7 separate regions of the Mus musculus genome follow, and regions 2, 3, 4, 5, 6 and 7 are each linked to region 1. The links are chromatin contacts, called in public Hi-C and promoter capture Hi-C maps. All regions are on one chromosome and are shown on one strand. Each heading gives the region's core, a stretch centred on a gene start, on an enhancer-like site or on the middle of the called end of the contact. The rest is flanking DNA. Distances are from core to core; before and after follow the strand shown. Region 1 holds the start of Klhl28 (kelch-like 28). Region 2 holds the start of Brms1l (breast cancer metastasis-suppressor 1-like). Region 3 holds the start of Mipol1 (mirror-image polydactyly 1). Region 4 holds the start of Pcnx4 (pecanex homolog 4). Region 5 holds the start of Foxa1 (forkhead box A1). Region 6 holds the start of Arid4a (AT rich interactive domain 4A (RBP1-like)). Region 7 holds the start of Sec23a (SEC23 homolog A, COPII coat complex component).

Evidence for each region. Promoter capture Hi-C pulls out the DNA fragments that hold promoters and counts their contacts. A called contact is a pair of places that touch in the nucleus more often than the background predicts.
Region 2: a promoter capture Hi-C map of pre-B cells shows a contact between it and region 1. The contact joins the promoter of Brms1l here to the promoter of Klhl28 in region 1. A contact is called at or near these places in 2 of 39 promoter capture datasets (cranial neural crest and pre-B cells) and 1 of 484 Hi-C or Micro-C datasets (rod photoreceptor).
Region 3: a contact with region 1 is called in a promoter capture Hi-C map of pre-B cells. The contact joins the promoter of Mipol1 here to the promoter of Klhl28 in region 1. A contact is called at or near these places in 2 of 39 promoter capture datasets (cranial neural crest and pre-B cells), 3 of 484 Hi-C or Micro-C datasets (B cells, CD4 T cells and pre-B cells) and 1 of 9 other capture datasets (pancreatic islet).
Region 4: a contact with region 1 is called in a promoter capture Hi-C map of pre-B cells. The contact joins the promoter of Pcnx4 here to the promoter of Klhl28 in region 1. A contact is called at or near these places in 1 of 39 promoter capture datasets (pre-B cells) and 1 of 484 Hi-C or Micro-C datasets (CD4 T cells).
Region 5: a contact with region 1 is called in a promoter capture Hi-C map of pre-B cells. The contact joins the promoter of Foxa1 here to the promoter of Klhl28 in region 1. A contact is called at or near these places in 3 of 39 promoter capture datasets (cranial neural crest, maxillary cranial neural crest and pre-B cells).
Region 6: a promoter capture Hi-C map of pre-B cells shows a contact between it and region 1. The contact joins the promoter of Arid4a here to the promoter of Klhl28 in region 1.
Region 7: a Hi-C map of B cells shows a contact between it and region 1, with 3 times the contacts expected there. The contact joins the promoter of Sec23a here to the promoter of Klhl28 in region 1. A contact is called at or near these places in 13 of 39 promoter capture datasets (the 3T3-L1 cell line, the C10 cell line, the HPC-7 cell line and 8 more), 33 of 484 Hi-C or Micro-C datasets (B cells, CD4 T cells, CD8 T cells and 27 more), 1 of 115 datasets of contacts at active chromatin or transcription factors (astrocytes) and 1 of 9 other capture datasets (adipose tissue).

Annotation. Positions count from the first base shown.
Region 1 is chr12:64,964,011-64,967,561 of GRCm38.p6, forward strand. Klhl28 (kelch-like 28) reads right to left here and starts at 1,526. Exons shown (of 5, transcript NM_025707.3): 1 at 1,399-1,526. Togaram1 (TOG array regulator of axonemal microtubules 1) reads left to right here and starts at 1,732. Exons shown (of 20, transcript NM_177805.3): 1 at 1,732-3,551. The coding sequence starts at 1,967.
Region 2 is chr12:55,834,427-55,837,977 of GRCm38.p6, forward strand. Brms1l (breast cancer metastasis-suppressor 1-like) reads left to right here and starts at 1,940. Exons shown (of 10, transcript NM_001037756.3): 1 at 1,940-2,219. The coding sequence starts at 2,078.
Region 3 is chr12:57,228,518-57,232,068 of GRCm38.p6, forward strand. It overlaps Mipol1 (mirror-image polydactyly 1), which reads left to right and starts at 1,908. Exons shown (of 10, transcript NM_001164370.1): 1 at 1,908-2,094. Prps1l3 (phosphoribosyl pyrophosphate synthetase 1-like 3) reads left to right here and starts at 1,895. Exons shown (of 2, transcript NM_001037746.3): 1 at 1,895-2,094.
Region 4 is chr12:72,534,722-72,538,272 of GRCm38.p6, forward strand. It overlaps Pcnx4 (pecanex homolog 4), which reads left to right and starts at 1,636. Exons shown (of 11, transcript NM_026327.3): 1 at 1,636-1,818.
Region 5 is chr12:57,544,492-57,548,042 of GRCm38.p6, forward strand. It overlaps Foxa1 (forkhead box A1), which reads right to left and starts at 1,620. Exons shown (of 2, transcript NM_008259.4): 1 at 1,173-1,620. The coding sequence starts at 1,244. It also overlaps a transcript of Ttc6 not described here.
Region 6 is chr12:71,014,176-71,017,726 of GRCm38.p6, forward strand. Arid4a (AT rich interactive domain 4A (RBP1-like)) reads left to right here and starts at 1,792. Exons shown (of 24, transcript NM_001081195.1): 1 at 1,792-1,986; 2 at 2,916-2,973. The coding sequence starts at 2,968. It overlaps 3110056K07Rik (RIKEN cDNA 3110056K07 gene), which reads right to left and starts at 1,648. Exons shown (of 4, transcript NR_045055.1): 1 at 1,332-1,648; 2 at 281-332.
Region 7 is chr12:59,010,367-59,013,917 of GRCm38.p6, forward strand. It overlaps Sec23a (SEC23 homolog A, COPII coat complex component), which reads right to left and starts at 1,651. Exons shown (of 20, transcript NM_009147.2): 1 at 1,480-1,651. Gemin2 (gem nuclear organelle associated protein 2) reads left to right here and starts at 3,025. Exons shown (of 10, transcript NM_025656.5): 1 at 3,025-3,247. The coding sequence starts at 3,111.

The sequences.
Region 1 (3,551 bases), core at 276-2,775:
GCCTCATTTATATTAATACTTTTTCCAAAATAAAAAATTAAGAACATTTTAATTATGTTATAATAAAAACTAATAAATACAATTTCAACTTGCATCACCAGGAGTATTAATTATTGTTATAAAGCACTTTGATACATGTGACTCAATTATTTCAAGATTTCAAAAAATAATATAGCTGGGTATGGTGGCACAGGGCTTTAATCCCAACACTTGGGAGGCAGAGGCAGGCAGATCTCTAAGTTGGAGGCCAGCCTGGTCTACACAGGGAGTTCAGAACAACTAGGACTAGACAGGAAAACCCAGTCTCAAAATAATAAAATAAAATAAAATAAAAATTGAGAGATATCCATTTAATACAAAGAGGGACAGAAATACTTTTGCATTTGAAGAATATAAGCTTGGAACTTCAAATTATAACTCAGTCTTTTCTCACTGAAAAGTAATTGTATTATTTCTTTTAAAAGTCTGCCGAACAACAACAAATCTGTTTTCAAGCTTGGTTTGACAGTGCACACTGGTAATCTCAACAATCAGAAGACTGATAGGAGGGTCAAGACTTCAAGACCAGCTTGGGCTATACAGTAATTCAGCATTAATGTTTCAAATACAGACACACAAAAAAGTTGCTCTTTCATGCCCCAAAGGGGTGTGGCCGTATAGGAGATACTCTTAGTTGAACTGAGTCTATTTATAGTTTCTTTTACAAAAAAAAAAAAAACACTCATCAGCTATCAAATTCTCATTTTGCTTAAAATAATGTCTATCAACCTAAATCCTCTGTGCAGAATTCTCTTAGGACTGTAATGCTAAGAACTTGCACCACAACTGAAATTGTCTAGCGATCTCCGTCTCCAGGAGACTGAAAGACTGCAGAGACTCTGGAGTATCCTAGGGGAGATGGGAAAGGTGGAGGTGGGGCGAAAGGAAAAGTCCCACAGAGGAGTTAAAAGATAAAGGCTTTAAGCACTCCGTTTAATGCAAAGGGGAAAACACTGATTCTACCTATCTATAAGAAAACTTGGTGATGCGGACAATGAAAAGGGACAGAAGCCTTTAACACTCCATAGCCAGCGGGTGAAGAGAGGAAAAGGAGGCAAGGGAGAAGAGGGCGGGGCGAGGAAGGTCCCCAACGACAAGAAAGTCTTTTTTAAAAAAGTACTCTGTGTGCTTGGCCTCGGTTAGGTTCTCCTGTACTACTAAGCAGGCTGCAGGTAGAAAGAATCTTATTTTGGACAGCAGTGAGTAGAACGTTTACAATGGTAACCAGCACTGTGCAGAACATGTCGTCTCTCTCTGCCTGCTCTGGTCCAGTTCTTTGCCTCGCATTCTGGCTCCTGGGGCACTCGGGGAACACACCACCAAAGCCTGCACCACTGTATAATAGCAAAAGGAAAATACCTGAGTCCCAGGAATAACACCTGCAGCAACAGGAGGAGGAGCCACGGAAAACTGGAACCCGGGATGGGATCCTCTCTTGCTCCCGTCAAACCTCAACTCTTATGGGTGGGGTGGAAAACTTCCGCCCCGGACAAGGGAGCGTCATTTCCGTCTAAGGCCTTGACCCCGCCTCTTCATTCTGGCTACGTTCAGACTTCCTCTTCCAGGAATCTTCGGCCTATGCTTTAAGTCCTTACATGGACTACATAACCCAGCATCCACCGCGGCAGATTGGTTTCCGGGTCAAGAGGTCCGCTCTGGGTGCATCACCATGGAAGCGCTCGGTTTGGTCACGTGGTGGCCCTGGTTACGCCGGGTGGCGCCTGTGGGGTCCCAGGCTCAGCGGGGGCCATTTTGCCGGAGGCTGGCTCCGGGAGTGGAAGGCCCGAGCGGCCTGGCAGCTGACCGGAGCCGTTCCTTCTCTTCCTCTGCAGCTCGGGGCTTGGAGAGGAACTGGAAGGCTGGGCTTCATCCAGCCCTCCCAAGACGGCAATGGTTCCCTCCAGCTCTCGCTACCTGACGACCCTCCATGGCGGCCGCGCCTTCCGAGCTGCTCCCGCTGCCGCCTCCTGCGACCCCTGGTTCCTATCGCCTCCTGAGCCGCTGTCGTCCTTACGCCCCAGGGACTGATGGTCGTCGATCCGGGGGCACCATGAGAGGCGAGAAAAACTATTACTGCCGTGGGGCTGCCGGGGATCATGGCTCCTGCCCCGCGACGCCGTCGCCTCTGGCCTCGACCCTCCTGTTACCGGCGGAGGCTGTTTCAACTAGCTGGTCCGGGCCTGGAAGTGGGCTCTCGGGCGGAGATGAGGAGGAGACTCGGCTTCTTCAACTCCTGCGCACCGCACCGGATCCTTCCGAGGCGTTCCAGGCTTTGCAGGCTGCCTTGCCGCGGCGAGGCGGCCGGCTTGGCTTTCCCCGCCGCAAGGAAGCCTTATATCGGGCGCTGGGCCGAGTGCTTGTGGAAGGCGGCAGTGAGGAGAAGAGGCTCTGCTTGCAGCTTCTCTCGGACGTTCTTCGGGGTCAGGGCGAGGCGGGTCAGCTGGAAGAGGCCTTCAGTTTAGCGCTTTTGCCTCAGCTCGTTGTCTCGTTACGAGAAGATAACCCTGCCCTACGGAAAGATGCGCTGCAGATCCTGCATATTTGTCTTAGGCGTAGTTCTGGGCAGGTCCTGCGAACTCTCATCCAAGGCCTGGAAAGTCCAGATGCCCGGCTTAGAGCTTCCACTGCGCTGTTGCTCCCTATCTTGTTCACTCCTGAGGATTTGTTGCAGGGTTTGGATCTCACTGAAGTAATAATATCTCTGGCCCGAAAGCTTGGCGATCAGGAGATGGAAGAAGAATCCGAGACAGCCTTCTCTTCACTTCAACAAATTGGAGAACGACTTGGTCAAGAGAGGTTTCACTCCTACATCTCGCGTTTGCCTTCTGCACTGAGGAGGCACTACAATCGCCGCCTGGAGTCCCAGTATGGAAGTCAGGTTCCTTATTATTTGGAGCTAGAAGCCTCCGGGTTTTCTGAAGATGCTGCCCCGTGTGTAGTGAATCTTTCCAGTAGCAATCTTAAATTTGAGATTATTCCCCAGGAACTCCATGCAAGACTGTTGGATCAGGAAGATTATAAAAACAGGACTCAGGCTGTTGAAGAACTAAAGCAGTTGCTGGGAAAATTTAACCCAAGTTCGACCCCTCATGCTAGTCTCGTTGGTTTCATTAGCTTATTGTATAACTTGCTAGACGATTCCAATTTCAAAGTGGTCCATGGCACACTTCAAGTTCTCCATTTGCTGGTCATTCGCCTGGGAGAGCAGGTGCAACAGTTCTTGGGACCAGTTATAGCGGCTTCTGTGAAAGTGCTGGCAGACAACAAGTTGGTGATCAAGCAGGAGTACATGAAAATCTTCCTAAAGCTAATGAAAGAAGTGGGTCCTCAGCGGGTGCTTTCTTTGCTCCTGGAAAACCTTAAACATAAGCATTCCAGAGTACGGGAGGAAGTAGTGAACATTTGCATCTGTTCCCTCCTGACCTACCCCAGTGAGGATTTTGACTTACCCAAACTGTCCTTTGATCTTGCTCCAGCTCTTGTGGATAGCAAACGCAGGGTACGCCAGGCAG
Region 2 (3,551 bases), core at 690-3,189, 9.1 Mb before region 1:
CTGATAAAACAAAGATTAGCTGGGGCCAAGGACTTTTGCCAACAGCTGTTTTTATTTGATCTGCATTTAAGAAACAGAACCCCAAGGCCAGGAGTGGTAGTACAGGCCAATATCCCAGCTCTAAGGAAGATGAGGCCATGCTATGAACTCAAGGCCAGCAAGACTGTCTCAACAAACATGCTCACAACAACAAAAAACCCCACTTCATCTGAGGCAGTGTTTGTATCTTGACATTCTGTACAGAAGTCACAGTTTTAGTTTCTCTTGCAGATTTGGAAGGCCTGATATTGTTAGGCTAAAATTATCAGATCCTATCAACTGCCTGGTTGCAACATAGTAGCTGCCCCCACAGTAACTTTGCTTTGTCTTTTATTTTCATGCTTGATTAAAACAACCCTTGTTCTCAAGGAACTTGCAATCTTATAAGTGACCCACATTGGCTGAATATAGACTGCTAGGAAAAGAAGAAAAAAAGGACGGAGCATAGCCATCGTCTGGTGGAACATGAGCCATCGTCTGGTGGAACATGAGAGCGTCTGAAGTGTGGAAGATGGTGGTGATGGTGATGTTTGTATATGCTTGGCCCAGGAAGTGGCACTATTAGGAGGTGTGGCCTTGCTGCAGTAGGTGTTAGAGCAAGTGTGTCGTTGTGGGCATGGGCTTTAAGACCCTCATCCTAGCTCCCTGGGAGCCAGTCTGAATAAGATGATGTAGGACCCTCAGCTCCTCCGGATGCTGGCATGCTCCCGCCTTGATGGTAATGGACAGAACCTCTGAACCTGTAAGAAAATGAGCAAGCTGAGAAAGGAAAAATATTTAAAGGGACACCGGGAAGTAGAACAGAGCAAAATCTTTTGTTTTAGGAGATAACAGATCCCACTCAGCTAAATTTAAGTCTATGTGTGATGGAACATACCTTTAATCCCAGGAGACAGAGCCGTGCAGATCACTAAACTCAAGGTCAGCCTACTGAGCAAGTTCCAGGACAGCTAAGTTTCATTCTACTTCCTGGTGTCCCTTTAATACTTTAACCATATATTTTGTTGATAAAATGGACATAATACCGACTCCTACCTTAGGGCTATTAAACTAAAAATTGAACTCAGCAAATCCATGCAGTGAATTTACCAAGATAACCTGATAAAGAGTGAAAGTGATCGGTTATAAGTTACGATTATTATGGTAGTTATGGCATCGTCCTTGTCTGTGTAATCCTGTTTTTGAAAAAAAAAAAATGACATCTTTTTAAGTCAAATATTTATTTTTCACTGGAACCTGAAATTAAATCAATTTAATTTGGGTAGCTTCTTCCATTAAAAAAAAAAAAAAAAAGTAAGAACGCAAGATTGAAATACTAAGATAAAATTTCCTTCCCCTCTGTAGTTTTGGTTGTAAAAATTCCAAGAACAATGAAATTTTCTTTGTGAAAATTATTTCTTACACATACAATTCAATTTAATAGTTTACTAGCTGTACTAAAGGTACTACTAGTGTAGAAGAGACGATTCTGTAACCCTCCAGGCTCACAGAGTATGCAAAGACCCTTTCAGGCAAAGGATCTTTTCACATTCTTCTCACAGTTTGAGTAGCTAGGCAGATCAGATAACCACTTGGCGGGAAAAGGATAAGTACAGACCAAATCCGCACAATCTGTTTCTGTTTAGTTTATAAACTGCGTCCCAGTATGTCAGCTTTCCTGCCTTGTGGGACTTGAAGTCCGAAGTGAGAAGCGATTAAGGCAGCTGAATCTTAGAAACCCATAGCCCCTGAAGCTCTGAGGCCTAAGGACTACAATTCCCGACAGACAGCGGAAGGCCGCGCCGTAATCACCGGTAACCAATCGTTCGCTTGCAAGACAAGCCACGCCTCTAGCTCCGGGACAGCCTTGACCAATGGCAGAGCTCGCAGCGCAAGCCTGCGGGTTAGGTTGTGAGGCTGAGGCCGGGGGTGGGGAGGAGTCGAGGGTTTCGGATCCAGCTCGGTGGCCGGGTGGGTCGGGGCGTTCGGCGCGCCCTTCACCGAAGCGGCAGTGGCCGGGCTGGGAGCAGGAAGTGGGAAGCGACGGCGAGGTTGGAAAATGCCGGTCCATTCTCGAGGGGATAAGAAGGAGACGAATCATCACGATGAGATGGAGGTGGACTACGCGGAGAACGAGGGGAGCAGTTCCGAAGACGAGGACACCGAGAGCTCGTCGGTCTCGGAGGATGGGGACAGTTCAGGTGCGCTACCCAGCTGGGCGGGGATGCCGGGTCCCTTGCGCCGCGCGCGCGACAGGCCGCGGTGCTCACGCCGGGCGGTGCGTCCTGCTGCGAGCGCGGGGCGGGGAGATGGGGAAGGGGCGGGGACTGGCTCGGCGTCTGGCACCCGGAGCTGCGGGTCGCCGCGGGCTCCAGTTCTGGCTCTGGCTCCCGGTGGGCTGGGCGCCCGCAGGCTTTGAGGACCCGAGGCGATTCTGTGCACTGTGGGACCCGCCCTAGGGTCACCTGGCAGTACCCTGGGGCTACCGGCTCCGGAGTGGAATGTCCGGCTGGCTGGTCTGGAAGACTGCAAATGTCCCTTAGCTGACACCACCGACCTCTTTACTAGTAGTCTCAGCAACCTTTGTCAGCGTTTTTGTGGGGGCTGAGGATAAATTTGCCTTGGTCCTTGGCGGGCTTGCCACTCATCAACCTTAGCTTTCAGGTCAGCCTCTCACCAGTACTGTCATCAGAGGACTGACTTGGGAACTCTCAGGTTCATAATAGGTCCCAAAAGTTTTCAAGACGAAGAAGGGACCAGCCTGAGGGATCATTTGGAATCTTTGTCAGTTTTTAATCTGGAAGATGTGGGCAGTGTTGACATTCCCAGAATCTTCAAGCTTTGGTTATTTTGTAACTTTGGGCTGTTTCTAACCCCTTATAAGTCTTTTAATACTTTAATAAAATGAATGGAACTGATTTCCCGGATCTTCCTCTAACCATATGACAGACTGAGAATGGCTTTGTCTAACCCTGGTTTTGGCTGTGTAATGGGAAGCATTGATAACAGGTTAATGACTGTGGTATCACCTCACACCTTTTTTTTTTTCAGGTTTGTCTGTCAAAAAAGTATACTTGGAAGCATGTAATGCCGATAAGTCAGCCATCCAAAAGTAAATATTTATGAAGTTTTTACTCATAAATATTTATACTCATATACTCATTTATATACTCATACTCATTATACTCATAAATAAACATGAGGATAAATTTATAGTTATCTCCGTTGAAGAACAGTGTTTTGCTTACTCAGCAGGACAGTTGAACTCATGAATTCATGGTAGTTGTGACAGTGTGCACAAGACCTGGGCAGACTCAATCCAGACTAAAATCCCAGTATGGAGGGGTAGAGGTGGGCATGAAGTTCCACCACTAAGCAGAGGAGCTATGGACATTTGTTAGCAAGACCCTGGTAGGCACCCACGCATCAGGGCAGGGACTTAGGGGTGGATCTGGAGGAGTTGGGGAGCGGAAGTGAGTATGTTCAAATACATTGTATAACATTTTCAAAGAACTAATAAAAATATCTAAAAC
Region 3 (3,551 bases), core at 658-3,157, 7.7 Mb before region 1:
CACTGCACCTCTATTCCAAAATGGCCAAGAACTTGGCAGCTTTGTCTGAGTGGCACTGATTATCAGGCATGAAAGATGCCACATGAAAGATGCTGGTCTCCTCAGCTTTCTGGAACGTTATAGCACAGGCCTGCACAAATCCCTTCACACCTGAAGAGGTCCAGAGAGGCTCTTGTATGACGCTTGGGAGGTGATGTTGGAGATACTACAACTGTGGGACATCCACTGAGGTGCAGGTGTGGATGGAAGGCTACATGACTTATAGGCAAGAGAGCTAGTGCCCACAGGGTTGTGCAAGCTTATTGGAGTCCAAAGAATTCCAGCTGTTGAATATGGAGCTTCAAGATTTTATGTCTGCTGTGCTGAATTTCAGTGTTTTTCTTACTTGATCTTCCCTTGCTATCTTAATCTCTGGAACACTACTGTATACTGAAAGTACACAATTTTTCATTTTATGGGGGCTCATTTTTTTCTTTTTTGTTTTTTTGAGACAGTTTCTCTGTAGCCCTGGCTGTCCTGGAACTCACTTTGTAGACCAGGCTGGCCTTGAGCCCAGAAATCCGCCTGCCTCTGCCTCCCAAGTGCTGGATTAAAGGTGTGTGCCACCACTGCCCTGCTAGGGCTCATTGTTTAGAAGTTAGTGTGGCCTCTTTTTTGGAAACTTTTGCTATGTATCCCAGGCTGTCCTGGAATTCACGTTCACTCTTCAAAGGTTCAGAATTACAGATGTGTACCACCATAATCATATTTTTTTAGTGGTGGTTTGTTTACATAAAAATATGATTCAACTCCGACTAATGTAAAGTAATAAATAAAATTTAAAAATGCATTTAAAGCCTGAATCTGTCACAAGTCACTAGTACTAGTCATTAGTTACATAAATAATGAAACTTTTTCTTTTTAGTATTATGCTCTATTTATTCCAAATAATTTCCATCTGGTCATCTCATCCTTTTTTTCCATGCTTCATTCCTCCTGTCACCTACTTTGTGGAGTATGTGGCACTTCTGAAAGGTGAACCTTTGCTAGAGGAAATGGGTCACTGCTTTTTGGTTATAGAGCCCAGCTCCATTTTCTATTCTCTTGTTTTTTGACTGGATGGCTAGCCACTTTGCCATCCTGCCTTTATTAGCATGGTGGACACGGATCTCGTATTGCTATAAGCCAAAATAAAGTCTTTCACGAACTTTGTCTATTAATTCAGAAAATAAATATAATTTTCTGCTGTGGGTGTAAAAAATTACTATTATTACTGTTACCCCAGCATCCAGAAGACTACTTGGCATGTAGTATGCCCTCAATAAATAGATAAGTTAGAGTGACTTCAATAGCTCAACACTAAATTACCAGAGCATCAGTGGCTAGGGTGGGGTGCAGGAGTTCTAGATTAGATAGGGCAGCATAGGGACACTACTTCTCTTTCTTTAAAAGGAGAAAAATATTCGAATATTATCAGCTATATCATCTAATAGAATTCCACATTACTCCTATACTTCGCTTTAAAAATATCCCTGGCGTTCAGCCCTTTCTTTTAAGTTCTGCGATTGAACATTCTGAGTACACCCTTTCTAGTCCTGAAGTCAAAATGTCACCAGCCTTAAAGCTTTTCTGAAACCATTGGCCGATGTCTAAGTCTCACTCTGGCTCACTTCGCAGGACCTTTCCTTCTGTCCCCGCAAAGCACTGCGCACAGAAGGAAACCACTGCCCAGTGAAGATACTCCATGGGATGAGCCCGAGAACCACACATTTCCCCAGTTAGCGCGCACTGGTTGTCAGCTCCTCCCACAGAACGCGACCTCGAGGTCGCCTTCCTTTCCAGCAGCCCGGAACCATCCTTGAGCCCTCCAGCTCGCCGGAAGCCCCGCCCCGTCCCGCCCCGCCCCGCGGCAGCCAGCGGACTCGCGCATGCTCGCTGCGCGCAGCCTCGTCCCCGCGTGCTCTCGCGCGCTTCCTCTCGCCCGCTCTGCTCTTTTTGGTTACTCAGGGGCACGCGCAGCGTTTCGCGCGACGATTGGCTGCCTCGGTGGCGGCGCCACAGGACCGGGCAACTACGCGAGCGGAGTGGGCGCTTAAGGATCCCGCGGCTCCTCAGGTAACGGCGTGGACCGGGAGCGGCTGGGGGAGGGGGGAGAACCTCAGGGTGGCCTGCAGCCCGCCCGGGACTTCCGGCCGCGGCCCCTGGAGGTGCAGGAGCGCTGCGTGGCCCGCGTCGCGGCGTCCTCAGGTGACAACACCGCTCCTTCTCCAGGTTTCGGCCTCATGGCGTCATAGTCTTTCAAAAGTTAAGAAGGGACGAACAATGACTCGGAAGTGTGGGCTGTTTTTCCTCTAAGCTTTGACGAGTTAGGGTTTCAGTCCTGGCGGGACCGCGGATCCACTCTGTGCTTTTGCGGGACACTTGAGCGATTCACAGTTCTCACCCTTCAAAGTGCGAGCAAAAACCCCAGTGTAGTTCAGTATGCCCGGCGCCTACATTAGTAAGATGCAGCTGCAAACTCTGCCTTCACTACATTCAAGATTTGGCTTTTCTTTTTTTTCTTTTTCTTTTTGGTTTTTTTTTCGAGACAGGGTTTCTTTGTATAGCCCTGGCTGTCCTGGAGCTCACTTTGTAGACCAGGCTGGCCTCGAACTCAGAAATCCGCCTGCCTCTGCCTCCCGAGTGCTGGGATTAAAGGTGTGCGCCACCATCGCCCGGCCAAGAGCTGGCTTTTCTAACTGGAGGATGACACCACCCAGTGGTATTGGTGAAGTACTTGAAGTTGGACACTACAAGATAGAAGAATAGACTAGGTTTCTAAGAGAATAGGCCTTTGGAAGGGCTCCTTGAGCGTTTTGATGTCCGTTAATTCCCGATGGTGGTAGACAGCTAAAGAAGGACAGTTTTAACCTGTCTCACGAGTTACCTCACTTTGCAAAGTTTCGTATTGCCATCTGGAATGAACCTCACATCAAAGGACAGTTAGTTACATAATCATTACATAGGCTATCATCCCGTACCTCAATGTGCCTCAAACTAGAGTGACTTGAGAGGAGGGTAGTTAAAGGAGGAATTGCCTCCATCAGATTGGGAACATTTTCTTGATTAATGATTGATATGAGAGGGCCCAGATCACTGGGTTTTTTCAGCCCCAGGCAGGTTGGACCGCAGTTGTTAAGGAAGCAAACCAAGCATGCTATGGAGAGCAAGCCAGTAAGCAAGGTTACTCCCTGGTCTCTGCTTCAGTTCCTGTTTCCAGGTTCCAGCCTTGAGCTCTTTGCCTTGTTGCCCTGGATGGCGATGGATGCTGACCCTCCACTATGTTTGTTTTTGGTCATGGTAGTCTTGTCAAATTGAAAGAAACCAACCTAGATCCAATCCTATGAAAATAATATAGCAATATATATATGTATATACTTTAAAGATTTATGTATGTGAATAAACTGTTGCTCTCTTTAGACACACCATAAGAGGGCATCAGATCCTATTACAAATGGTTGTGAGCTACCATGTAGTTGTTAGGAATTGAACTCAGGACTTCTGGAAGAGTCAGTGCGTTTAACCACTGAGCC
Region 4 (3,551 bases), core at 386-2,885, 7.6 Mb after region 1:
AGAGTAGTCATTGCTCATAACCACTGGGCCATCTCTCCAAACCAACACACAATATTTTAAGGTTAGAAACTTTTATATGTGTTGAGAAGCTCAAAAAGTTGTAATTCTATTTTGAAAGTTGAAGGTAAGATAGATAGTCCAGTAAAGCCGGGCATGGTGGCACATGCCTTTAATCCCAGCACTCAGAAGGCAGAGGCAAGCTGATTTCTGAGTTCAAGGCCAGCCTGGTCTACAAAGTGAATTCCAGGACAGCCAAGGCTATACAGAGAAACCCTGTCTCAGAAGAAAAAAAAAAAAAGTAATCCAGCAAGTGAAGAGAGTCAGCATAGTTATAATATTCTGTGAAGGTTACCTATAAAAAGGCAGTATTCCTTTCATGTAGAATCATTTCAAATAAGAATGGAAAAATACCTGCGAGCCATGCTTAAGGCCTAAGTATTTATGACCTCACACCTTTCTTAAGTATTTGTAAACCTGAAAGTATTTGGGACTCTCCAAACAAGACTATAAACATATTTTTCAAAACACTGTTTTTACTTTATCAGTTGTAATCCGATCCAAATTCAGGAACCTTCTGATATCACTCAACTTCCTTAGCAGAGCTTCCTACATAACCTCAGACATCACCAACACTGTATACGTAACATGCAAAGTGGAAGTCCCCACACTTTGATGTGTCTTACGCTGTCATTGAGCACATCTATCAGTCCCTCTATTTTATATTAAAATCACTTGTAGCCCGGCGTGGTGGCACACGCCTTTAATCCCAGCACGCGGGAGGCAGAGGCAGGCGGATTTCTGAGTTCGAGGTCAACCTGGTCTACAGAGTGAGTTCCAGGATAGCCAGGGCTACACAGAGAAACCCTGTCTCGAAAAACCAAAAAAAAAAAAAAAAAAAAAAAAATCACTTGTAGACTCCAACTCTGCTTCATACAGGCTCGCCCTGGAATTTTTTTCCTGTGGCAAATTCAAGAATCCCAACTTCACTTGAATGGAGATCTCTTGAAAAAAAAAAAATCCAGTTGCTAGGGTGACTATCTACAACCTGTGTCCCTGGGCCCTGGCTCGCTGCCACAGACAGGTTCATTATTTTACATGGATATAGTTTATAATGTGCCCAAAGTACTATAATACTAAGAGCAAAAATATAAATATAACAGGCACATGTTACCATTTAAAAACATTCCCATCCCTGAGGCTGTTTGAATGGCCTTAGTTCTGTAGTCATTAATGGAGGTATCCGAACCCTGGGGGATTGGACTTTTATTGCACTTCTGAGTCACGGGTCTGCCAATCTTGGAAAGCCTAGGCTCCCCAAGAGACAGTCAAGTCATCCAGCTCTCCAGCCTCGAGGTTGCCAAACGATGGACTCGTCACCAAGGCAACCACGTTCCTTCGTCTGGGCGTGGCCCGGGTGAGAGTTCAGAGGTGGTGCTTAGGCCGCTCAAGAACCAGAGCACCAGTGCGGAAGAAGTCTGGGCGTCTCCCACAACACTAGCCCGCCCGGCCCTGCGCGGAGGAAACCCCGCCTACCCTGCGCTGCTGTGCCGCACACATGAATCCGCCTCCGGCAGAACCAGGCGGCAGGGGGCGGGACGAGACGCACAGCCCCGCCTCCGAGCGCGCGTGCGCACTGACCCCTGGGAGGCACGAGCGCAGTTGATCTTAGCCATGGGAACGGGAGCGGTCCTGGAGGCCTCCGGTCAGCTGCTGGCGGGGCCCGCATCCATCCTCGGGCAGGAGTTCCCAACCGACTTCAGCTGGGGAGATGTGGTCCCAGGACGCCCTCGCGTCGCCTCTCCCCTGCGGTGACTCCAGGTATGTCCGTCCCCAACACACCTGAGACTTCGTTGCTGCCTTAGTTTCCACCCCTGGGTACTACTGGGTTCCTTCACCTTTTAATACCTCAAGAAACATCTTTCGCTCTCCATGAAACAGCTTTTAAATGCAATTATTGCTCTTTTTAATGTACTGAGCAAATTGAGTTGATCGAGGTAGTGATCCAGTTTGGCTTTAATGTGACTGAGAATACTTTTGCAGCCCGTGGAGTTACGTTTTATTTCTGAGAGGCCTCTGTGAAATGGAGAATGGCCCTTTGGCCCTGCTGAGGGATGGCCATGTTACTCTAATCAAGTTCATGGCCTATGCCCCTTAGGTAAGATCACTCTTTCTTGGTTTATCTCTGTCTCAAGCCCTCCTGACCAAAATTTGTTCATTCTTGGCCTCCTGGATATGTATAGCGCGTTTCTCAGGTTTCTCTGTCTCTATATAATCCTTTGCGTGTCAAAGACCAGAATTTTTAAAAATGAATCCCATTCGTTATTTATTAGACCTCTGAATTGTATGCTCTCTTATTCTCATGTTCCCCTTATTCATTTTTTCCACTATGGTTCTATTTTTTTTTCATTAAATCCCTGAGTTTAGAGAGAGAGCATTCATATTATTTTATATCTGCTTCCATTCACACCCAATCACCCATAATTTCTCACAGCATCCAGTACAGATATTGCCATTTTAGTGATTTAACTGCCTGGATCCCAGGCTAGCTACAGGTTATGCCTTTCCTACCTTTAGGAAATGCCTATTGGTTATTAACTGCTGTGGAAAATCCCGGGCAGGGGACCTTTGCATCCTCCTCTGTGAGAGCTTTCCTGAGGTACATACAATTCATTTTCTGGAAGTATACAGCTTACTGGTTTTGAGCATCTCAACAGGTTTGCACAATCATCTCTACAAGTTGGTTTCGGAGCAATTTGATTACCTCCAAAAGAAATCTTTTCTATTTAGCTGCTTTTTCTCTCTCCTCCCCAATATTCCTGCTATTAGTTGTAGGCAATCACTAATCTTTAGTCTCAACAAAATTATTTCAGATACTCGATATAAACACAACCTTAAAACATGTGATCTGTGTGCGTGCATCTAGCGAATTTTATGTTGCAGCTTGTATTATTCATTATTGTTTATTAGTATATTAGGCAGATATGCCCTGTATTATTTAGCCATTAGCCATTGGCAAAAAGAGTTTGCCAGTACTAATAATGCCGTGGACATTTTGTATAAATTTTTATGTAGGCATGTTTTCATGGATATAATACCTGGTAATGGAATAGGTATGTCAGAGGCTAATTCCCTTGTTTGGCTCTTTGAGAAACTGACAGATTTTTTTTTTTCCCAAAGCATAGCACCACTCACTGTACATCCCCACTAGATGTATTTGAAGGTTTTACATTAACCTCATCAACACTTGTTCTAGGCTTTCATTTTTATTTTAGCCAATCAGAGAAATTCACACTATCTCATGGTAGGTTTGGCTTGCATTTCCTCATGGCAAGCTTCATTTCCAGCATGGTCTATCACCCAGAAACTGTCAATTCTTATCCTTAGTTTATCTTTTTAAAACCAGGTTGTATTTTCATCATTGAATTGGGAGAATTAATTAATTAGCTAGTTAATTAATTAATATAGCTGAGATGCAGATCTCTAATTGCAGCCTTTTGCCATTCTGCAAATAGCTTCACTTCCCTGATGGCCTGGGCTCTTAACCGCTCTCG
Region 5 (3,551 bases), core at 370-2,869, 7.4 Mb before region 1:
CTATGGGGGTCTTCTCTGGTGGGCCGAGGTGATTGCATCAAAATTAAACTCCTGAAAGTGGTCTGAGCGCCTACTAAAAGTTATCGGTAAGCGAAATCTCCATCCGTAGCAGTCGAGATAATAACTAGGTGGCTAAAAAACAAGAGTCCTGACGTATAACTGCTTATTTGGTAATCTAACAGAAAATATTGACGTCCTTAAATTTATGTTCATCAGCAAATGTAACTCCATGTGAAACTATAAGAGATGAATAGATTTCAAAAAGAAGACTCAAAAAAGAGATGGTTCCCAAAGAAACACAGAAACGAATAAATAAATCGCCGCGAAGGTCTTTTCGGACTCTGTACTTTTCTGTACAGATCTTAAAGTACTTTGGGATTTATTTCTAGTCCTCTCTCCAAGATCGCACGAGGCTTTCTCGGTAAGCGCTTTCGATAACGGTAATTACACTTTTGAAGGTAATCGGCAGCTGTTTCTAGAAAATACTTTCAATAGGTAGTGGCCCTGCCTGTACCTGATTCTCCTCGCAATGCTTTTGTGCACAATGTAAAATAAACCCAGTGAACATGCCACCAAGGGGACAATGAAGAGAAACAGGTTCTTGGCCCCGAGTTCTGGAAAAAGATTCTGTTCGCACTAGCGCCACCCAGCGGTCCTAGAGACGAACGAATAGACACTTTTCTACAAATGGCTTTTGAAGAATTAAGTTTTATAAAATTTAGAAATCATTCTTTACGAAAAACTCCAACTTCTGCAACAGATCATTTTTATCCAAAGACGTCGGCTAATTACATGGTGTGACCGAGAGGCCTCCCGGTAAGCGAGCACCGACTCTCTCAGTTATTCTTTACTCAAGCCAGAGCCCGCCTGCCCGCCCGCGGCTCCCGGGGCTGGGCTCCAGCCCCGGCTCTCTAGCGGGCAAAGACAAGTGCTTCCCTTCCGGAGCCCGTGTTTTCAAAGCCCAGAGTTTCCCAAAACTCTCCGCTGGTTGCAAGCGCCAGGACCCAGCGGGCAGCGGGCTGATCGAGAGGTCGGGTGGGGGCCACACTGGAAGCCGCGCCTCGGGCGAGCCGCCCCCACCCCGCCCGCCCCAGTCCGGGCAGGAGCCCACCTCGCCTGAGTCTCCCCGGACACCGACTCTGGGGACGCCCCACCGCCTCCCCGCCTCTCACCTCCTGCGTGTCCGCGTAGTAGCTGTTCCAGTCGTTGCTCTCATGCCCTTCCATCTTCACAGTCCCTAACATCCTGGAGCCAGCCCGGCCGACACAACCATCCAACCCTGTGCGGAGCGACGGGCGGGTGCGCTGCTCGGGGCGGGGGAGGGGCGCGGAGCCGCTGCGGTCACCGGAGCGCTCGAGGGCCCAGCGCCACCCGGGCGAGGAGGAAGCCCGGCGCTGCGGGGCGCGGCGTGCGCGGCGGCGGCGGCGCGGCGCGGCGGGAGGGGGCAGCGCCGGGGACAGGAGGCGGCCGCGGAGCGCGGCGCCCGGCAGCGCCTCCGCGGGAAGTGAGCGGGCGGCCTGTGCGAAGCGAGTGCAGTTGAGCTGATGTGGATCTTACGTCGCCGGAGTGCCCACCTCCTCGTCCTCTCCCCATTTGTCCGCCGCACAAAGACGCTCGCACCTACAAAGCCCGAGGTGCACCTGTGAGGCGGCCGCCCGCCAGTCCAGCCGCCGCGCCTCCCGCCCCGCCGCGCCAGCGCCGCGCGCCCCCCGCGCCCCTCCCGCCATCCCCTCCCCCAAACCTGGCCCTCACTTTGTTTACAAAGCAGTATAATTGGTTTAAGCCTCGCGGCTAGGGAAAGAGGAAAATAGGGCGGGTGTGTGTGTGACCCCCTTTGGAAAAGGAAAAAAAGAGAAAGAAAAGAAAAGGAAAAAAAAGAAGAAAAGGAAAAATAGGCGGTGCCTTGGAGGACAGGCCAGGGCTCTGGACCCAAAGAGCTGTGCTGCGGGAGAAGGACCTGGGTGGTGGCATCAGAGCTACAGCGCAAGGATCGTGCTCGCTGAATGACCCCGAGTTCCCTCCTAGAGGTGCTCACCACCCCCTGGACCTTACTACGACTCCGCTCTTGGTCCACTTGGCTCCTTTGCTCCCCTCATCCTGATTCTTGACCCAAAGTTCAACCCTGGAAGACTACCCCTACTTCCCGGCCTTCGGGGCTTGGAGAGGGGAAAAGCCCCACTTTTGCCTCGTCACTAGAAACCCAGTCATCTGAGTCAGCCGAGCAAAGTGACGTTAGGCCGACCTGGGCTCCTGGCGAGCAGAACGGAGGCGCTGCCACGAAACTCGTACCTGCGGCTAAGAGCAGGTGAGTCACAGCACCGTTTTATATTTTTATGACATAACTTTTTTTTTCCGCCTCAGTCCACTCCACTCCCCTTGTCAACTGCAGCGATCAGAAAGAGGAAGAAACTGCGCGCAGATGTTTGTGTGATAAGGCAGGCGGATCCTAGTCAAGCCTGCCTCTCTGCCGGGCTCCTCCTCCTCCTCCTCCCCCCCTTCTACAGCCTCTGGGACCAAGCTAGAGGCGACCGTCTGGTTTCTGATAGAGAAAGGTCAGGGGGAGGGGACATCTTCCTAAACACCGGCATAAACTGGGAGTGTATGGGCCTGGGTGCTGGAACGCATCTGCCACGCTAAATGAGGTGCCAGCCTGAAGCTGGAGTCAGCCCACAGAGGTGCCTGGTCGTCTCTGAGCTGGAAGAGCAGGGCTAGGCTATCAGACTCTCAAAAGGTCCTGGGTAGATGGGGAAAATTCTCCCCCACTCAAAGTCTCTCGCTTTCTTCCAGTTCTTCATAGTTAGTGGCTTGCCCTCGTATCCAGCGGAAAGAGACTAACCAAAGAGATTAGGCTAGACAGAGTGTGTGATAGGTTTGGAGAAGGTGCTTACCCCCCCCCCCATTGACTGCAAGTGTTCGTGAAAATGTATACTACCTCGTGCATTTCGAAGTAAGTGTGACTGTGCGGCCCTTCCTGTGTGTTGCTCCAGTCTGTAGGTATACTAGATTTCCATTAGAAACAATCAAGTTAACTTTAAAGTCACCAAGAGACTAAAATATTCTTGGTTTGCAAAGCTTTTTTTTTAAGGTAATTAATCTCATGTGAAGGAATGTGTTTTCACTTGTCTTCCAAATAGATTACCCCCCCCCCAACACACACACACTCCGTGCTTTGTTCTTTTAAATCTTTCTTCCCTGAAATCTGGCAAGAGAATCAGGTTAAATCCTTGAACCAAATAAATCTCTTAGATCAGTAGGAGAGCAGAGAAGGTGAAGATGTGTAGTTAAGGAAATAAAAAAAAAGATAAAAGCATTGGATTACAATTCCTTTTTGAACAAAAAGTGTGTGTGTGTGTGTGTGTGTGTGTGTGTGTGTGTGTGTGTGTGTGTGTAGACATCACATTATAAGCAAAGGAATGAGAGTGAAATTAAATCCGCCTGGAACACAACAGAGCAGACAACTCTCCCCAACTGCAATTTGCCCCTGTGACTAGAAGTCACTCCCATCGGCTGTGTAAATGTACCTGTGGATATATGTCAGAAACTAATTCTTT
Region 6 (3,551 bases), core at 542-3,041, 6.1 Mb after region 1:
AGGTCATGAGCTTGGACTACCAAAATCCTGTCTCCAAAAACCAGAGTCCAGAAAGGAGGAGCCCAGAATGGGTGAGCTTGAATATTAGGGATGCTTTTTATCTGTGGCTTTCTCTAGGGTATAACATCAGGAAGCTAATTAAACCGACTCATTTGAAAGCTTGAACTAACAAAACATCTTCAACAACCAGTCACGTAGCCTAGTATTTGGCTCTAGTCTACAGAAAATCTCAGCACACACCTGTCCCAAGTCACAAGATTTCAAAAGACACAGGACTCACCTCTGTGATACTTTGGGTTGTCATGGAGGTGTCTGTTGTCTTCAGCACAACTCTAGAAAAACAAACAAAAATCCTCAACTGTTTACTCAACCATTTTCTAGTTTTGTGCATCACCAAAACTAAGCAGATTTTAAAAAGATAGACATGACTTAGTAAAACTACCAAAATACACTTCACAATCTTAACAAATTTTGAAAAAACAAAAACAACAAATATTAACTAGTTGATATGGCGTTAGTTCAGACGTACTCAACTGTGCAATTTACTGGGGTTAACATTTCACATTTTAATTTAGGGCATAAGCTGTTGCCCAATTGTTAAGTTTTGTGTCATTTAACAAGACAATGTGCTGACGACAGAATCCATGTCTATCTGGTCCAGAAAACCCTTTCATCTAAGAAACTGTCGTTCCTTCCTGAAGCATTAATACTTTCTTCGAAAAAATAGTATAGTATTCGCCTCATGCAGTGACAAGAGTCGCTTGTCTAAGGTCATAGTGGCAGCAGCGTCTGTCCTGGCAGGCACATTCCTCAGCATTCCGAAAGCCGGGGCTTCCACGTTTCCTCCAAGCTTCACAGTTGGAGGAAATAACTCTTCTTCCCCACGCAAGACGTTTCTAGAAACCACACCTCCTCCGTCTTTTACCAAGGTGGCTGCCACCTTGGGCCCCTGGTGTCTGCAGACCGCAACCCAGCTTCCGAAATGCAATGTCAAAGGGAGACAGAGCTATGCCGGGAGGAAGGGGGGGGGGTGTCAGTAAAATCCCGCCATCCCGAGTGAAGGGGCGCAAAGGGCCGCTTACTCACCTACACGTGCGCCCCCGACCTCGCCCCCTTCCTCCACGCCCCCCCAGCCACGCTCCGCCGCCGGCGGACAGCGGCTCCCATGGCCGCCCTCGCTTCCGGTGCTCCCAGCGCTGCGCCACCCCCGAGGCCACCCGACACCGGGAGCCTCCGACAGACCTCTCGGACGACTCCGTGACTCCTCCACCCTTCGCTAGGCGTTGTCCTGGAGGGAAGGGTAAGCCGGTGCCACACTGAAATAAACCTACCCGAGAGAGTCCGCGTCCTTCCCTCCAGACACAGAAAATGGGATAGAGCTGCGGGCTGCTGCTGCCGGGACAAAATGGCGCCGGGGAACCGGTTAGGCGCAGGCGCCTGGGGAAGAGCCGGCTCCGCCCCCGTGAAAAACCCTGGCTGCAGTTCTGGATTCCGTTTCCATGGGACACGCCACCGCCCAATCCTCGTGCGGAACTGCTCTTCCTGACCCCTTGTTCTCCAATCAGTGTTCAGTCAAGCACATCCGGAGTCGGCTCCTCCAATCAAATTTTTGGGCTCTCTTACTCAATCCTCTATCCTCCAATAACGTGCGTGTTCGGATACAGCCAATCAGAAGTGGAAGCTATCCTACCTGCTGTTTTCCGCACCAATCATGGAAGTTTCCCAGCTACATCCAATGAGAAAGGCAGACAGCGAGCTCCAATCCGAAGCTATTCGGCGTCATGAGCAGCCAATAGGAGTTCGTGTAGAAGCGAGTCTGCTCAACAGCTTGTTATTTGGTGGATTGTGGCAGTAAATCGGGGCGAGTGGGGGAACCCGGCGCAGGAACTGCCGCTGCGGCCGGGAGCGGTGCTGCCCGGACGGGGACCCACGGCGATCAGTGGGGCGGCAGACTGGAGAGCTGACAGCGCTCTGCACCCGCAGTAGGTAGGTAGTCAGCGGGGGCCGCTGAATGGGCAAAGCGGCGGGAGCAGCTGCTGCCGCGATGGGGTCCCGGTGCAGTTGGGAGCTCCGCAGGCTGAGAGGGGGATGCAGGGCGGGCTGTGCCCGGGGCGCCGGGCAGCGATCGGGTCCTGGAGTCGCGGCGGCAACTGCGGGCACGACCGCCTCCGCCGCCTCCCCGGGAAAATGGCTGTGGGGCTGGCCGCGCCGCTAAGTTTGCTTTGGAGGAGCGGGCTGCCGGGAGAACCGGCCCCCAACTCTGCTGTGCTTCTTTGGCGAGGACCCGCTGCTGGACCGCGGAGATCGGGGTGCCCGCGCCTCTCCGGGCTGTACAAAAAGTTGAGGCGGGCGCGGGAGGAGACGGCCGCTGCGGCGGTGCGGCTCGCTCCCCTCCCACACCCTGTCCTGCCGCCTCCCCGCCCCGCGCCTCCCCCGCCGGGTCCCCCCGCGCCGGCCGCCGCCGCAGGCCGCCGCCCCTGCCCCCCGGGTGAAGGAGCGCTTCTCCTTCCTGACATGGTGCAGAGCGGAGGCAGGAGAGCAATGGCGCCGTGACACTCCGTTGCCGCCGCCGCGGGCCGGGCCGGGGCGGGCCAAGGGGGCCGAGCGGCGGAGGCGGGGCGCGCGCTAGAGTCGGGGCCCGGCGGGGCGCGGACCCGGGAGGCCGGGGCGCAGGGGGCTGCGAGTGGCCGACGAGGCGGGGGCGCGGTGGGCCGGCCGGCCGGGCAGGGGCGGGACGCGCTGCCCTTTGGCGCGCGTGGGGCTCACTGCCCGCCAGGCTTTGGCTGCCCGACGGGGGTCTGTCCCGGGGGCCGCGGAGCTCGGCCCCTCCCCGCCTGCATTTGTTTACTTTCTTTCCGGGTCTCACCCCGCCTTGGACTGATCCTCTGCCTCTCTTTTCCCTGCTTTGGCTCTAGCGCCCGGGAAGAGAACTCGAGGAAGCTGGAACCCCACAGGTCACCAGTCAAGATGAAGGTAAGTGGAGCCAACTCTTCTTCTTAGCCTTGTGCCCCGGACGCTGCCAGTCCGGAGGCTGCAGTTGTGGAATGGCAGCTTTTTGTTACTTAGAATTGATTTCTTTACTAAGAAGCACTTTAAGGAAAATGACATGTGAATGGGTGAGGGGTGTGTGTGTGTGTGTGTGCGTGTTCGAATGTGTGTGTGTGTGTGTGTGTATAAATGCAGGCGGTCCAACACTCTCTAGCAGTTAGCACTTTGAGAAGATCGGTGCAGTCTTTCGATTTTCAAACACTTCAGTGTCAAAAACACCTTTCAAGAAGAAAAGCTTTTGTCCTGCTTTGGTTTTTGCAAGGTTTTTTTGTTTTGCTTTGCTTTTGCTTTCTTTAAAACCTATACTTCCCCCTTTCCACTACCAATGCCATTTTCTAAAAGACATGTTATGTAGCTTGAGTAAGAGAGATAGTTCTGTATATTTTTGGGGAAAGAAAGTAAACTAAGGTGATGACAATATTTAGATTGATTAGTTCAGTCTTCATAATATATATCTTAAAACGTGGATTCTATGTGTAGCTTTTGAAGCTTCCTAATCTTAC
Region 7 (3,551 bases), core at 401-2,900, 6.0 Mb before region 1:
TAATTAAGTAATTTCTCCTGATAGAGTCAAAGCCTCATGTCACTTTATCATAACACAGCAAACACTTTCCTACATCCTGAAAGGCTTCCCATAGTATCGGTTTTCTCTATTCCATTTTTACCCCCTTATGCATTCCTAATGGGAAAACATACAAATTTTAAGTAAATTAGTTATCTGTTACCACCTTACCTCCCTACATTTCAGTTGCAAGTTTTCTTTTATATATATTTATTTCATTTTTGTCTATTGGTGTTTTGCCTGTATCTGCCTGTATACTATGTGTGTGCAGTACCTGTGGAAGCCAGAAGTGGGTGGTGGATCCTCTACCAATGGAGTTGCTTGTTAACCACTAGTGAGCTGGGGGTTGAGATGAAAGGTATGTGGGTGTGTTACAAATCGTTGTAAATAGGTAATGAGGCACTGTGTGTGTAAGTGTATTACAAGAGGTTGTAAGCCAGTAGTGAGTTCTCTGTGTGAGTGTGTGTTTCTGTGCCCGTGTATGTGTGTGTATTCATGTGGATGAGCAACCAGTGCTCTTAACTTCTGAGCCATCTTCCCAGGCCCAGTTGTAAAATTTCCAATGAAATAGACTGAGTAACAAATTTTTGCTCTTGGGCAATAAACTTCTCTGGCCTTCAAATTTCACATCAGTTATGTGAGAATTTTGGGGGCAATAATAAAATTGGTCATTGAAACAATTAAAAAACAAAGGCCCTCTGATGATGCTGGAAAGAAGGAAGATGTTAGTATACATTTAAATTTAAATTTCTTTCAGTAAATGTGCCTAGCTATCCGTGGTTTAGGGTGGGGTTGTGTTAAGACAGGACAGAAGTTTAGCTGACGAGATGAATTAGACATCTCCAACTCTACTCTACCTATGGATTTATTTACCTCTTCCTGTTCCTCTCCCACAAACAGTAAAGCTCTACAGACAGAATAAATGCCCCAGTGCATGGTATTGCTCAGTTCTGAAACCTGATCATTAATAATCAAGGCCCCAGGCACTAGCTATACCTGGTGGTTTTTTCTTTAACCTTTATAAGGCCCAAGGCCGAATTACAGGTGATGTAGTCACCTGGGTTCAAAGTCTAGGGCACTCCTGGGCAGTCAAGAAACGAACCTAGAGGCCCCAGGGCACAGGAGCCTTGGGCAGGGTTGGCAAAGCGTGTCACCCAGGAGGTGGGGGTGGGTGCAGAGCCAGATGCTCAGACCCTCGGTCTCCATCCTGCTACGGTCCTTCCACCTAAACTAAGAGGACTAAAGACGAGGGCGCTCCGTCGCCATGACAAGCACAGGGTTCAGCGATCTCGGTTCGGCGCTGGGCCACAGCCTCCGGCACGCCCCGCTGCTTATGCGAGAGCACAGCCGGGACAGAGCCAACAATCCTGACACTCCGGCCCGCCGCCCGCCTCCCAGCTCCGACTAAGACCCCGGTGGAGCAGAGGTGGCTGCCACGCTAGTCCTTACCACAGTACCTACCTAGAAGCTCCGTGACGGCCACAGCCTCCGCCTTGCACAGTCGTCAGTCCGCTCCAAAGCCCTGTAGCAGCCGTGGCACCGCAATCAGGGGCGGCCCCGCCCCGCCCCCGGCCTCTTGGAGGGCCTGGGCCAGGACAACATGGCTGGTGCCGCCTCTGCCACGTCAAAGGGGAGGAGGCGGGGAGGGGCGACCAGCGAAGGGGCGGGAACAGTCCCGGAAGAGGCGGGGCGCGCAGGAGGTAATGGGCGCGTTGAGTGGCGGAAAAGATGAACCGGGAGTAATAAAGAGGGTGGGGCGAGCGTGAAAGACGGCCAAGCAAAGCGGAGGGCGGGGACAATTCAGGAAGGGGCGGGGCTAGCAGGAAGCGATGCGATAGCCAGGGCGGTGGAGGAAGGGAGGTAACCGGAGTAATAAAGGGTGGGATGTGGCCGCTCGAGGCCGTGTGTAGGATTAAGGTTAAAATACCTGACTAGGGCATTGCTAGCCCCAGAAAAAAAGAAAAAAAATGTTAACCACCAGATGTAGCTTTCACGTCTACTGTTTGCTTGAACGATTGTTTTTGTTTTCTAGTATATAGAAAAGGCTCTTGCAAGTTTTTTTCCTGACATTGTATCCGTGTCCAAAGAGGAGAAAGAACGAAGCACGAGTTAACAATTATTTGAAGTATTCGCTAGAAAATAGATGCTCGGATTCTCCTCTAATTTTGGGTTTTCGTCTGTGTGTTGTCAAGAGCCAATGAGAAGGCTTGGCTCAGGGACCTCACTTGCCTAGAACTCATAAGGCAGAAAAAGAAACTTTACTCCCAGAAGTTGTATTCTGACCTCCTCACCGACCCACAAGCAATCGCAAAATAGTAATTTTAAAGTTTTTAAGTATCTCACTCGGCTAGTGGTGATGGTTCATGCCTGTAATCTCAATAGTCAAGGTTAAAAAAAAAAAAAAAAAAAAAAAAAAAAAGGCAGCCCAGCTTACGTTACACTGCAAACTGTAGACCCTTCTAAGCCACAGAAGAGACAGTCTCAAAAACCTAAAAATTATCCTCGTGTGATACTTGGTACTCCAGAAGCTGAGGCCAGGGGATCGGATCACTACAAGTTTGAGACTCCTTGAGCTACCTAATGAGTTCCAGAACAGCCTCAACTAAACTTTAAGATGCTATCCGAAAAAGTGAAAAACAAAACAAAAAGTTCTGCATTCATCCACTCTGTTCCCCGCGAAGTCAGAAAGACACCACCCTAAGGGGTTGTAAGATTTAGACGAATGTAACGTGTTTACAAATGGTTAAAGGCTTTAGTACTCTAAAAATGACGATTATAGCGATATTGTTCATTAATTTTAAAAATATTAAAGATTTCAAAGTTCATCCTCAGTCCCTGCCGCCTACCCAAGCTTTAGACGAGAAAATGGGATTAGACAGAGCGACCTAGAAACTCTTCAGGAACCACTTCTGCCAGGAATTATTCTCGAGCGCTACATTCCACCACCGGTGCCATAAGCTTGATGCAACCAGCAGGTTTCTTGTGTGGCTCCGCCCCCTTGCGCCTGTAGCCGGTGGCCTCGGCGGAGGTCGCTTAGGCGCCTGCGCCGTGCCTACTCTGGGCGCCGATTGAGACTGGCGGGAGCGAGAACCATGGCGTGGGTTCCAGCCGAGTCTGCGGTGGAAGAGTTGATGCCACGGTTGTTACCTGTGGAGCCCTGTGACTTGACGGAAGGTTTCGATCCCTCGGTCCCCCCCAGGACGCCTCAGGAATATCTGAGGAGAGTGCAGTGAGTGATTTCGCCCCGTGCGAGTGGGCTGGTTGTCGTGCCCCTGTGTACAGCCCTGGTGCCGCGCCTGACCCTTGGTGTGCAACAGTCCCTCCTCTGTTTGCGTTCCTATCTTTCGGGAGGTCCGGGAAATTTAAGATCTTATTACACCCTACGGTTGGCAGATAACTTTTGAACTTGATTGCACGTTAAGACGTGTGTTCTTAAATTTCTTTGCTTTTCATCTAGGTGTCAGGCGTTTCGTTTTTTCATTGGGAGCTTGCACTTTTATTTCCCATTTCATAATAAAGTAAAACACATCTCT